2 separate regions of the Sus scrofa genome follow, and region 1 is linked to region 2. The links are chromatin contacts, called in public Hi-C maps. All regions are on one chromosome and are shown on one strand. Each heading gives the region's core, a stretch centred on a gene start, on an enhancer-like site or on the middle of the called end of the contact. The rest is flanking DNA. Distances are from core to core; before and after follow the strand shown.

Region 1 (6,317 bases), core at 3,761-6,260, 350 kb before region 2:
GGCTTCAGCCAAGCAGCTGATGCAGAGGAGGCCCGCGCGCAGGACTGGCAAAGTGCACACTAAAGAAGGAAGAAAATTCGAAAAGCAGCCCTGGGGAGGGTTCTCGTTCTTATAAAAACCTTTTTTTTTTAATTTTTTTATTTTTAACTAAATAGTCTCAAAATTTGATCAGTCCCAGTCTTGCCCTCCACTCCCACCGACCTGCCGTTTATTTTTTCTCTCTCGTCAAAGCATAAACTACAGAGTTACAGTCTCTAGATTTGGTGTATCGCTTCCTGCCCCCGCCTCCCCCTCCCCGCCCAGTTCTCAGTCCTCTATTGAAACACCTCGCCCAGGCGAGCGCACTGCGAGCTCACATTTCCCCCCCTTGCTCGGAAGGTGCTACAGGAGGCAGCAGCCCGGCTCCACTTCCAATGGGTGAGTTTAAAATGCTCTTCCTATTTATACTTTCCTAGCCTCCACATCCTGCTTCTTGGTCTTCTCCTCCTAAAAACCTGATTTGTATGGTTTTGCATGCGGCATGCTTGCCCAGGGGGGAAAGAGATGCCTCGGATTTTCTTTCCCGTCATCGGTGCTAGTTGTAAATTAAAGCTTTGAGGACACTTTTAATCCCTACTGTAGACCATGGTTTTAAAAACATGGGCATTTCTGGGTCTATTCATACTATTTTCCATTTTAGTAAACTCTTTTGCCCAAAGCTTCAAAGAGTTTTCTCAGATAGAATGGCGATTGTATGTTCAGGTATGTATATGCGCCCAAAGACACTGCGTTTGTGTGTATGTATCTACTGTATTTCAGTGGAATCCTGATTTTGTGAGCTCAGGCAGCGAGGAGAGTGAGGGAGTACCCTGCCACCTGTTTGTTGTCTTTTAGCCGTGACCCTCGGACAGAAATCGCCTGTCATTCTTGTTTTGCTTTGTTTTGTCTCAAGAAAGAACAATTTACTGCGCTCCTCTCAGTCCCTGAGACCCTAACTTGTGATGTTTACCGTTTAAATCCACGGGTTAGGCTCTTGGGAGCTGCGAGCCGTGCCCCTGCATCCTGGAAATTTGGTGGAACTTTTTTCCTTGAACGCAAAAACAAAAGAAAAGAAAGTTTGTCTGAAGTGCTTGAGTGCACCTCTGAGGTTTTCATTGTTAGGTGGGATCAGGTGACCAGAAAGTGGCAGCCCCTGGATTTCTGTGAAAGTAGGTATCTGTTCTGTTAAAACAGCGTGTTGCTGCTGTGTGTTTGCATGTACATTACTGATGCCTGAGGCTTGTGGAGCTCGTCTTCCCTGGTCTATTCCTTGAGAGCAACACGCAGTACTATCCGAGCGTAACAAGAACAGCTCAGTACCTGGTGCTTGACCTCAGAACATATCAGCTGAAGTCCCAGCATGCCTCATGCCTGCAACTTTTAAACTCAACAGTTAATCTTCAGATTGTGCCTCGTGAAAATGGGCATGTGGACCCAGTCTCTCTTCAGTGCCCACACATGTGTCATGTATGGCTAGACGGTGAACACACAGACACAAATAGGGGCAAACCAAGAGTTTGAGCTAAAATATTGATAGGCTAAAAATTCTTCCCTTGCTAGACGTACAAGAAGGATGGAATTTATGGCGTTAACAAAGATTAAATTTGTATTGCTCTGTGAGATTTTAAAAAATAAAAGAGCTGTAGCCTCCTTGCTTGGCATTGATTTTAAAATATTATGCACAATGAGTTTAAAAGTAATAGGGATTGGAAATGTATTTTTAAACATATAAAAGGAAAGAAGAGGAGATATATTTTTAAACATATAAAAGAAAACAGCACATGAATGCAAGTATTGTACCCTTTAGAAGTTATCGGTGGCTAATAGTCTTCATTTAAAAACTGGAAAAAAGAAATTGATCAGGATTTAAATTCAATCCAACAAAGCTATTTATAAAGCAAATCATCCATTTGAAGTAATCTTCTCTTAAGGTAATTGTTAGCATTACCTAGTTTGTAGTTTTCTCAAAATGTAACTTTTTATAACAGAATGATCTCCGTGATTTAGATCTATTTCATAGTTAGAGGAGAGAAGGAGTCACTTACCTTTACTTTATTGTGAAAAATCCCAATATTCAATTTCATTTAAACCATTTTAGTACTCTTGGAGCGACGTTTGCCTTCCGTTTTGGAAAATAACTAAATCGACCCTGACTTCAAATGCCGTCTCCTTTTAAAGAGTTTATGTTGGTTATAACCTCGTTTTATACATGGAGTCGAAGGTTAAGGAAGCTATTCTTTTCCTACCTTTTTTAGAGTGTTTAATTGCAGTTTTTAGTCATTGACTCCAAATCGTAGTCAAGAAACCATTTTGTGTCAGAAAACTGACTTGAGAACATGAATTGTACAACAATTGCATTGTGCCTTTTGTTGAAACTGCTGTGTAGTTGTGATATTTAAATATTAGTTTCCAGCCTTTGATAGTCTAAATATGCTTCCAAGAAAAGAGCCCTTTGATTTTCAAGTTATCTTTGGGTTTCTATACCATGGATTAATGATTTTCCCCCATCTTTGCTGATGCGTATGTGTAGGCATTTGGAAATTATGGAAAGGCATCTGTCTAACTCATGGATATATATTACCACTTGATTCATATCAAGTATTTGCCAAACTGCTTTTTGCAGTCAAAACATTATCTGCAATTTGCTCTATGAAAATGTATGCCGGGATCAATAAAAGCAGGCTAGATGTAATTCTTCTGTGATCTTAAATGAGAGCAGCGTAGTAATTGAATACAACTGATGCAGTTTATATTCCAAGGTACTTTTTTGGTTCTGTACATGTTTTCAAGTGAACTGCCCATGTCCTGAGGTTGCTATCATACGATTGATCACACAGGCATTTAGGAGCACGTAACGACACACGAGATTTTATATTTCCACAGGGAACTGCTTCAGTGTAAGGGCAGGTTTCTCAACACCCTTCTTCCTCACCGAGCCCATCAGTGAAGTTCAGTGAAATGAATAACATAATTGGTGGTTGGTTCAATCACTACCAGTCTAGACTAGCCCAGACGCATCAATTAGAGGGGGCTGTCTTTTAAAGGGAGAGTGCCACCGAAACAAGCAGGGCATTATTGATACTGATCTTTAAAAGTGCAAATCCAGCTTGGCAGATAAAAAAAAAAAAAAAAATAAGGCGGGGAAAAGAGGGGGGCGCATTGCGGGAAGAAAAGAGAAAGAAGTGAACTGGAGCTTTCGGACACAGAAGGACAGGAAGCTTGAGAGAAAAGGAGAGGATAATGAGTGAAATGCAATGCAGCACCTCTTTGCAACACACAGTTACAATTCAGGACACAGGACGCCCTGGTTCACCTTATTTGTAACTAGATTCTCCCCCACCACACACACCTTTTTTTTTTTTCCTTTAAATTCCTTTTTTGCCTCTGTTTCCAAAGAAGTGCCAGCTCAAAACCAACGCAGTTAGAAATTGAACAGCTCTAGGAAGCTCTGGTGAGAATAAAGCCAAGCCAGACCAAGCAGCCAAAACTCCTTTTGCAACATTTTTCCCCCAAAGAAAAACACGGATGATGTTTATTTTTTGAGTCTCTAATTCTACCTTAAAAAAAAAAAAAATCAACTGTACAAATGAACAGTACTCATTTTAAATCCAGCACCTGGGAAGTAATTTTATGGGCAAGACACCTTTAGGTAAACAGCTCATAGTTTTGTGTTGAATACAGTAAAATTATGAAGAGTGTAACAAAAGGCTTTGGTAATTTGGTGGGGTTTTTTTTTTTTTATCTTTTGATGATAAAAGACAGATGATTTGGAAAGCTTAGGAACACATCAAGCCCCAGGGAAAGAAAATGTTTGATTGGTATTAATTAAAACACTGCTAATATATTCTAATAAAATCAAATTTAACATTCTAAACTAATCCGCTTGGTATGTCAAAGGAAAAGAAAAGTATTATCTTATTTGCATCTCTGCAATCCAAATGCATTTGCTCATTCAGCAGAATTAATTTTTATCACCAGCCTGTTTAATCTCCTCACAGATTCAGCCAAACTTATTCTTTCGAACTAAAAAGGATCAGGGTAGGGAATCTAGAAAGGTACGGGGAAGACCAGCGCCTGTATTTAGTACTGGCTTTATATTTTATGATGTTTTTTTCTCTTCGTTCGATGTAATGGGGTGTGGAGGAAAACCGTGAGTCTGCAGCGAGAATGATAAATGGATAATTTTTCCTCTTTTTCTCCTACCTACTGGGTTATTTAGGAATTCCAGTGGCCAAATTATGTGAGTGGCATTTATTTACATGAGTGATGTGGGACTGTTGATTATATCTCATTTATTTCTGATTTCAGAATCTGTTTTATTACAAATCCGTAATGAAAAAAAAAGGGGGGCTCTTAAACCAGAGACCAACTGCCTTTTCTCAATTATCTTCAACTGTAGTCCACTGAAGAGAAAGTGGGGAGGTGAATGCAAAATTTTATTCACTGAGAACTGAGTTCTTTGTTTCCTTTTAAAGTCAAAATTGCTACAGAAAAATTCATACTTTCATGTGGCGAGTTTTTACGCTCTTTATTGTTCAACTCTCACAATGGATAAAATTGTCCCCAAATGACATCATAGCCAAAATGTTTCTCCTCTCATTAGTCTCCCATGACTATGATATCATATGTAAATATGGGCCTCACAAAAAAAAAAAAAATGAATGGGCCGTAAATACTGAGGACCACATTTGTATATTTCAAAAGCAAGGCATTCGGCACTTTCTCCAGGAGATGTAACACTACTGACTCAACTACTGAGGAGCTTGCTCCATTGCCTTTTCCAGTTCTTTGACGTAAAAGAGCAGTCGCAGTTCGGTTTCACATGTATTGTTCTATAATCCAGGCAATAAATGCTAATTAGTAATGCTCAAGGATCCGACCATTCAGAGTAATTATCATAATTTACTTCTTCCTTGTTAAAGACATTGCTTGCTGATTAAAAAAAAAATTAAATCGTCGTTTTACCATCGCACTGCAGTGGAAATACACTGGAGAGATGTGCAAGGTATAGGAATATCGCTCTGGCTGTGCTCGAAGTCACCGGCCTGTGCCTCTTAGCTTATTCCAAATGGAATTGCAACTGGATTTCTCAAATGAAATTCATGTAAATGCATAAAGTTTTGCATGTGTACCAGGAATGTATGATTTTATTTTACAAACCCCAGGGCTCCTTCTTCCCCGCCCACCCCCTTTCTAAAACCACTTACTGAGCAGAACAAAGGAAACTGCTAACTATAGAGGCATCATTAAGTGTGAACAGCAACAGCGTGATAAAGTATGTGATATGACAACATATTTCATTGCACAAAAGTGCAGATAATTAAATAATTCAATACTAACCCTGACTAATTAGCAGAAAGATCTTTAAGGAGGAATCGAGAAAATGGATTCAATCAACTTGAATAATAAGCGCCATTCTCCAAGATCACAAATACATATTTGGTTATTTGGTGATTGATTGATTGATGATTGATACAGAGAGATGAGGACAAAAGCCTGTTCCTCACAATGGATCTTGGATCTGGTGTCCTCTTTAGGACAAATTAATCATATGTTTTAAAAGAGCAGCATTAAATGTAGGGCTCTCTTTTCCATCAAGGGTATAATCCATTGCACATTTCTCTCTTTTCAGTTAATCCAAAAAAAAAAAAAAATCATCAACCCCTTAGTTTTTCATATCATTGCCTCAATACTTATGTTGCCTCCCCCACATTTTCTAAGGAGGCTCTCCTTTAAGTTTGTTTCTCAATGCTCGAAGCAAATAAGGATCCTATGCCCAGAAGAAACAGAATGAATAACCATGCTGAATATTATATTTGGTGGAACCTTCCCCTTTTGCTTTATATATCAAAGGTAATACCCCCCGTTCATTGTTCATGGGTCCTTTAAGGAAGAGCTTCAGCTTTTACATGAGGGTTGTAAGCACATTAGAGGAATAATTCCCTTTGGATACTACACAGAAGGAGCCACCTGCAAAATGTTGATGCTGTTATTGAAATCTCAAGTGGAATCAGCTTTCAAAAAATTAGATATTAGATACATCCGATATAATTTGCAATGTGTAATTATACTAATGTGCATATAGTTGCGTGTTGCTTTACATGTTGCCTACTTGAGATTTTTTTCCCCCCACTTGGGCATTTCTCATCATTGGAAATGGCTCCACAGTAGAATGTTTTTAAAGTCAGCTTTTATTTTTTTGAATTCCTTGTTACTTAACATAAGAAGAAAAGAATTCTGTGTGCTCATGCAAGAATGACTATGTCTGACCTAGATGTTAGAAATTAACCATCACTTAA
Region 2 (5,731 bases), core at 2,200-4,699:
GGATAAATTAGGTGTTTGGGATTAATACATACATACTACTATATACAAAAGAGATAACCAACAAGGACCTACTGGATAGCACAGGGAACTATACTAAACATTCTCTAACAACCTATAAGGGAAAGGAATATGAAAAAGATGTATACCCTGAGTCAATTTGCTGTACACCTGAAACTAATACAACATTATAAATCAACTATACTTCAATTTAAAAAATTTTAAAAGAAGAATACAGTGAGTACATACGTGTGTATATATGTCAACTCTTACATATCAACTAGAAATAGAAAACACAATCTTGAAAAAGAAGAGGTAGAAAAATTGTCAACAGATAATTCACAACGAAAGCCTGAAGAGACAATAATAAACATCTAAAAGATAATCAATGTCATTGTAATCAAGAAAACATATGACATACCAAATTGTGCCGGGGGAAAAATTAATTTTGAACACACCAAATGTTGACAAGAATCTAGAGTAACGAGAATTCTTAAACACGGCTGGAGAGACTAAAAGTAAGTACAACCACTATGGAAAGCAAGTTGGAACGTCTCACAATTGTTGAAGATGTACACACTTCACAACCCAGTTATTCCGTTTCTACACACACACACACCATGCAATTCTCACATATATCCCATAAGGTAAAACAAATAAGAATATTCATAAGAATAGCTGGTTTTGCTGTGTAGCAAGGGAAACTCTACCCACTATTCTGTGATGGTCTATATGGGAAAAGAATCTGAAAAGGAATCACTTTTTTGTACAGCAGAAATTATCACAACATTATAAATCAACTATACTTCAAGGAAATTTTAAAAATGAAAAAAAAAGCTAGTTTTGATATTAAAATAGCTAGTTAGGTATTCAAACAGCAAGCTAGGTATTCAATAGCAAGTTTTAAAAATAGCTAGTTTTGGTATTAGGATTGCTAGGTAGGTATAAAAATAGCTAGTTTTAATCCAGAGACCTGGATTAAATCTTATCTAACATTCATTCTCTGAGTAGCCTTAGACAAAAGTTCTTAAAATCTCTCTTAGCTTTAATTTTTCCATTATTAAAATGAGGACCCATTTTCCCATTATGAAAATGGGGAACCATATCTTCCCATGAAATATTGTGCAAATTAAAAGAGAAAAAAAAAACCATTTATGAAGCATGTAGAACACCACCTGAAGCTTACTAAAATTTTAAGAACATCATTTCCCATCTCCCCATGTACTAAATGGATGTTCACATCCTAAATTGATTGGAGGAAATTCCTTGATTTTAAGCAAGGCAGGAGCCAACAAGGAAGGCAAGTGTGCTCTTTCAAAATGTTTAAACCCACCTCCTCTCTTTGGTGCTTTCAAAATGTGCACTATGTCACACCTCCCAGAGAAAAGGTATGTCATAGAAAGAGGGAGGCAGGGGCACTGAGACAGTTGCAGGTTTAGGAAACCATTGATGATGGCCTTTCCACCACCTACATCTCAGTGTGAATTAAATGTAATCATGCAGGAATCCCCATGGTGGCTCAGGGGTCACAAACCTAACTAGTATCCATGAGGCCAGGAGTTCGATCCCCGGCCTTGCTCAGTAGGTAAAAGGATCTGGCATTGCTGTGAGCTGTGTTGTAGGTCACGTGGCTCCGATCCTGCTTGCCATGGCTGTGGTGTAGGCCGGCAGCCATAGCTTGAATGACCCCTGCCTGGGAATTTCCATATACCGCAGATGCAGCCCTAAAAAGCAAAACAAACAAACAAAAACATATAAGACCATCTTAGTTTAATTTATCTTGCTGGAAAAGTCCAATTATGTTATGGAGGTCAAAGTAAATCTCTTGACCCTTGCTTTTTTGATTTTAACAAGGAAGCTTATTGCAAAGGATGTTAAAATATGATTGAATTTATGAGTATGATGGACCACCCCCGTATTACAAGGGGTTGCCCTTCCGGTTGGTCTGGATGAGCCCTAATTAAAAAAGAATGGTCTAAATGGACATTCCAGCCTCAGATCACAACTGGGATGCACCCTAAGAGAGCAAGAACTCTGAGCAGTGTAGAATGCTGGACAGGAAGGGGGAAGGGTCTCAACTCTCATCCTGCTTGGTCTTTAGCTTGCTGTGCTACCTGGGAAGCTGCCCCTCCATAGCTTTCGAGGTCCCCACAGACTCAGGGAACTTCCTGCCCTAGATGTGGGATTCTGAGGCTCATCACCTCTTCCTCAAATCCTGATTGAAGAGGTTCTACTCCTCTAAGTCTATTAACACACCTTGAGATCAGAGAGACCTGTCCTGGACATAGGAGAGAGGCATGGGCAAGAATGAAGGATAGGAGGCAAGGAATGAAAAGAGGAATTGGGAGACACATATAAATTAGAAATGCATTAAAAATAGAAATGTATTTTTAAAAGGCATCTAGTTGGAATGGATACATTAAATCAGAATAATGTCTTCACGAGTTCATGGAGGGATAAAGTAGGATATTTCCTCTGTAGTCTTAACCCTTGAACTAACTAGCCGTGTGACTTTGGATCAGTCAGTTCCCTTCTTAACTCTATTTTCTTCTCTGCAAAACAACGCATTTGGGGCAGACGGTTTCCAAGCAAAATAACTTGATGAATCAAAGTAAGGGTGAATAGAACATAATGTGTGTATAAACCCTGAGGGAAGCTGGGAGGAACCAAGCCATGGTCCAGAGTGTGCAGGGGGTCCATCCTACAGCCTCCCCGTTCTTCAGAGAGTGCACCCTCCCTGTCCAACTTCCCAGACTGTGCTGGCGTCGCCAAAGGGCTGCTGGGAACTTCTTTGCACAGCCCTGCTCCTAAATGAACTCCCAGGAGACTGGGGGTGGAGGAGGGTGCCAGTTTAAAGCAGGTCTGATATGATCCAGGACCTGATAGGGTTTCAGCTGCCTGCTTTCTGGCAATTTGCAGAGAAATTAAAGAGATTCTTGTAGAGGTTAAATGGCTTGAGTCCTAGGGAGGGGACGCTGTTGCTCAGAAAGAAACACAAAGACGAGATTCATCTTGCTCAAGAATTATAAATAGAACAGTCAGATTAGATTCGGCAGAGGAATGGGGGCACCATGAAGGAGCCAAGTTCTTGCCGAATAAAGAGGCAAGGCTCCAAAGACTCCCAAAGCCGGCTTTCAAAGGGGAAAAAAGAAAAGTTGGGAAAGAAGAAAACTTCAAAAAAAATGGGCCTTTTCTTTTAACCCGCAACTTCTTTCAGGCAAGAAGGCAAAAATCATTCAGTTCCTGAAATAGAGATTAAAAGTAAATTATCACCCCATAAGGAGTCGTTCACTGTAAAAGGAATGAAAATAGTTTACTGCTCTACGGAAAATGCAAGCTGCTTCCAAACTTTAGGTTAAAAACTTGGCAAAGGGAGCTTGGCCTCCCTGTGTATCTGTCTCGGAGATGTTTATCCAGCGGATGGAGATATTGAGATGGGCCTGGTCTTCAGGTTTGTTTTTCGTTCCGCATAAGGTTTCCATCAGATACAGTCTACAAACTGGTGCAAGCCAGGAGGCTGCTGGAGGGAGGCCCTGATTGAACTCCAGCAAGCTCTGCCCACACCAGGACTCCGCTTGGTAAGAACAAAGCAGTGGTGCAGAGACCAAGCTGGAAGCAGTGCTGGGAGCTGGTGGACTGCATACTGGCTCCTGACTCAAAAGACCCTCTTTTTAGGTCTGCTTCCAGCATTAAATGCCATATGGTCTTAGACAAGTCACTCGGCCTCTCTGAGCTACAGATTCCCCATCTGTTCATCAGTGAGTCTGGCTTCCACCTACATCTCAAAGTTGTTAGAAGGAAGTCATACAAAATACGAGTTCTGTAGAAATGCCATCCATAGTCTATGTGAAAACAGATCGCTTCAAGGGGACCTTAAGTGCTTCCTCCAGAACCACAGGTAATGTGGGCTACTCAGTCACATTATATATTTTCTGTTCTCTACAGGATGTCATCTAAATACTTCCTCTCTCCTCTCCTAAAAGGAAGTCCACAGAGGCAATAAACACAGAGATTGAGAACATGGATTTTGGATTAAGAAAAGCTAGATCTCTCCTGTCTCACACATTAGGTACATAGCATTGGAAGACTTTTATTAAACTCTCTCTCTCTCAGCTTACTTCACAATAAAATGGGAGTGTTGCTGGCCTCCCAGGTTGGATGCAAGGGTTCATGAAAAACAAGAAGGTATGCAAATCACATAGCATGTGCTCAATAAAGTATGGTATGCTCTTTAATCACCACCCATTATCATAATCACCAGTTTTATTGTTTCTGGATTAAATCAGACAAGTAACCCTCAATTTACTCATATGCCTTTAACTCCAATTTAAGCCTTGCTTCCTTAAAAATATGTGGATTTTTCTTTTAATTTTTTGGCCACCTCGAGGCATATAGAGTCCCAGGCCAGGAGTCAGATCTGAGCCGCAGCTACAACCCAGCAATGCCAGATCCTTAACCCACTGTGCCAAGCTGTGGATTGAACCTGCATCCCAGCACTCCATAGATGTTGCCAATGCCATTGCATCACAGAGGGAACGCCTGCATTATTATTATTATTATTATAAAAACAATACACGAATATACTTCCACTTCCAGGGAGGTGGAGTAGGCATACATTTCCTTATTCTTCCACTCAGTACAACTGAAAAGCCTGGGACATGTGTATAAAAAAACTTAAGACTCCGAAAGGTGGGGAGAAGATGGAAGACTGTCTAGGGACCTCAAGAACCAAAAGTCAACACAGCATTTATTTCCCAGGTTTCCTTTTTGCTTCATATACTCCAGACTTGGAGTTGAACAAGCCAGAAACTCAGAAATGGCAACAGGCATAGATTAAAAATAGCTTCAACAAAAGCCTGTTCTCCCTAGCCAAAGGCAGGAAAGAGGGAGCCCAGCAGGATAGAAAACTTCCAGGCAATAATTGCTCTATTCCTACCAAAAAGCACAGAAAATACTTTGTCCCAACCCTACCCATGCCAGCAAAAGCCAGTGGGGAAGCTAGATTTCTATCCTTGTCAAGCTGTAATGAGGCACCCAATGCCCCCATCAGGTGTTGTCAGAAAAGGCCAAGTGGGAAAGACAAATACCATATGATAGCACTTATATCTGGAATCTAATATAGGGCACAAATGAACCATCCCACAGAAAAGAAAATCAGGGACCTGGAGAATAGACTTGTGCTTGCCAAGGGGGAGGGGGAGGGAAGTGGAATGGATGGGGTGCTTGGGGTTAACAGATGCAGACTATTGCCTTTGGAATGGATTAGCAATGAGATCCTGCTGTGTAGCCCTGAAACTATGTCTGGTCCCTTATGATGGAGCATGATAATGTGAGAAAATAGAATGTATACATGTATGTGTAACCAGGTCACCATGTTGTACAATAGAAAATTGACAGAACACTGTAAACCAGCTATAATGGGGGGGGGAAAGGCCAAGTGAGAAGCTACAGCTTTATCCCTGCCCTGCAAAGACCACAGTGACCACAGTGTCGGTGGAAACCTCATATGAAGCAAAGACTGACAGAATAGAAATATGAGAAAGCAGTCTAGGATAATAAAGATTTTAATAACCCACTGTCAATAATGGATAGAACAATTAAACAGAAGATAAAATAGAGGGCTTGAATAACATAATTAACCAACTGGATCTAACAGACAGAAACAGAACACTCTGCCCAACAATAATAGAATACATATTCTTCCCAGGCGCACATGGAGCATTCTCCAGGATAG

Evidence for each region. A called contact is a pair of places that touch in the nucleus more often than the background predicts.
Region 1: a contact with region 2 is called in a Hi-C map of fetal skeletal muscle, with 2.7 times the contacts expected there. The contact joins two enhancer-like sites. A contact is called at or near these places in 2 of 47 Hi-C or Micro-C datasets (brain and fetal skeletal muscle) and 1 of 2 datasets of contacts at active chromatin or transcription factors (skeletal muscle).

What each region holds. Positions count from the first base shown.
Region 1 is chr9:49,104,149-49,110,465 of Sscrofa11.1, reverse strand. It overlaps LOC106504205 (a long non-coding RNA gene), which reads left to right. Exons shown (of 2, transcript XR_002335697.1): 1 at 1-417. It overlaps MIR125B-1 (microRNA 125b-1), which reads left to right and starts at 952; the gene lies at 952-1,031. Within about 2 kb of position 5,010, at least 13 of the 83 cell types and tissues checked have an H3K27ac peak or open chromatin away from gene starts, as enhancers often do. A contact at or near this core is called in fetal skeletal muscle, where this site is marked.
Region 2 is chr9:48,754,484-48,760,214 of Sscrofa11.1, reverse strand. All of the region lies in intron 3 of LOC110255448 (a long non-coding RNA gene), which reads right to left. Among named protein-coding and RNA genes, the nearest start is that of MIR9804, 230 kb to the left of the region's middle. Within about 2 kb of position 3,449, at least 14 of the 83 cell types and tissues checked have an H3K27ac peak or open chromatin away from gene starts, as enhancers often do. A contact at or near this core is called in fetal skeletal muscle, where this site is marked.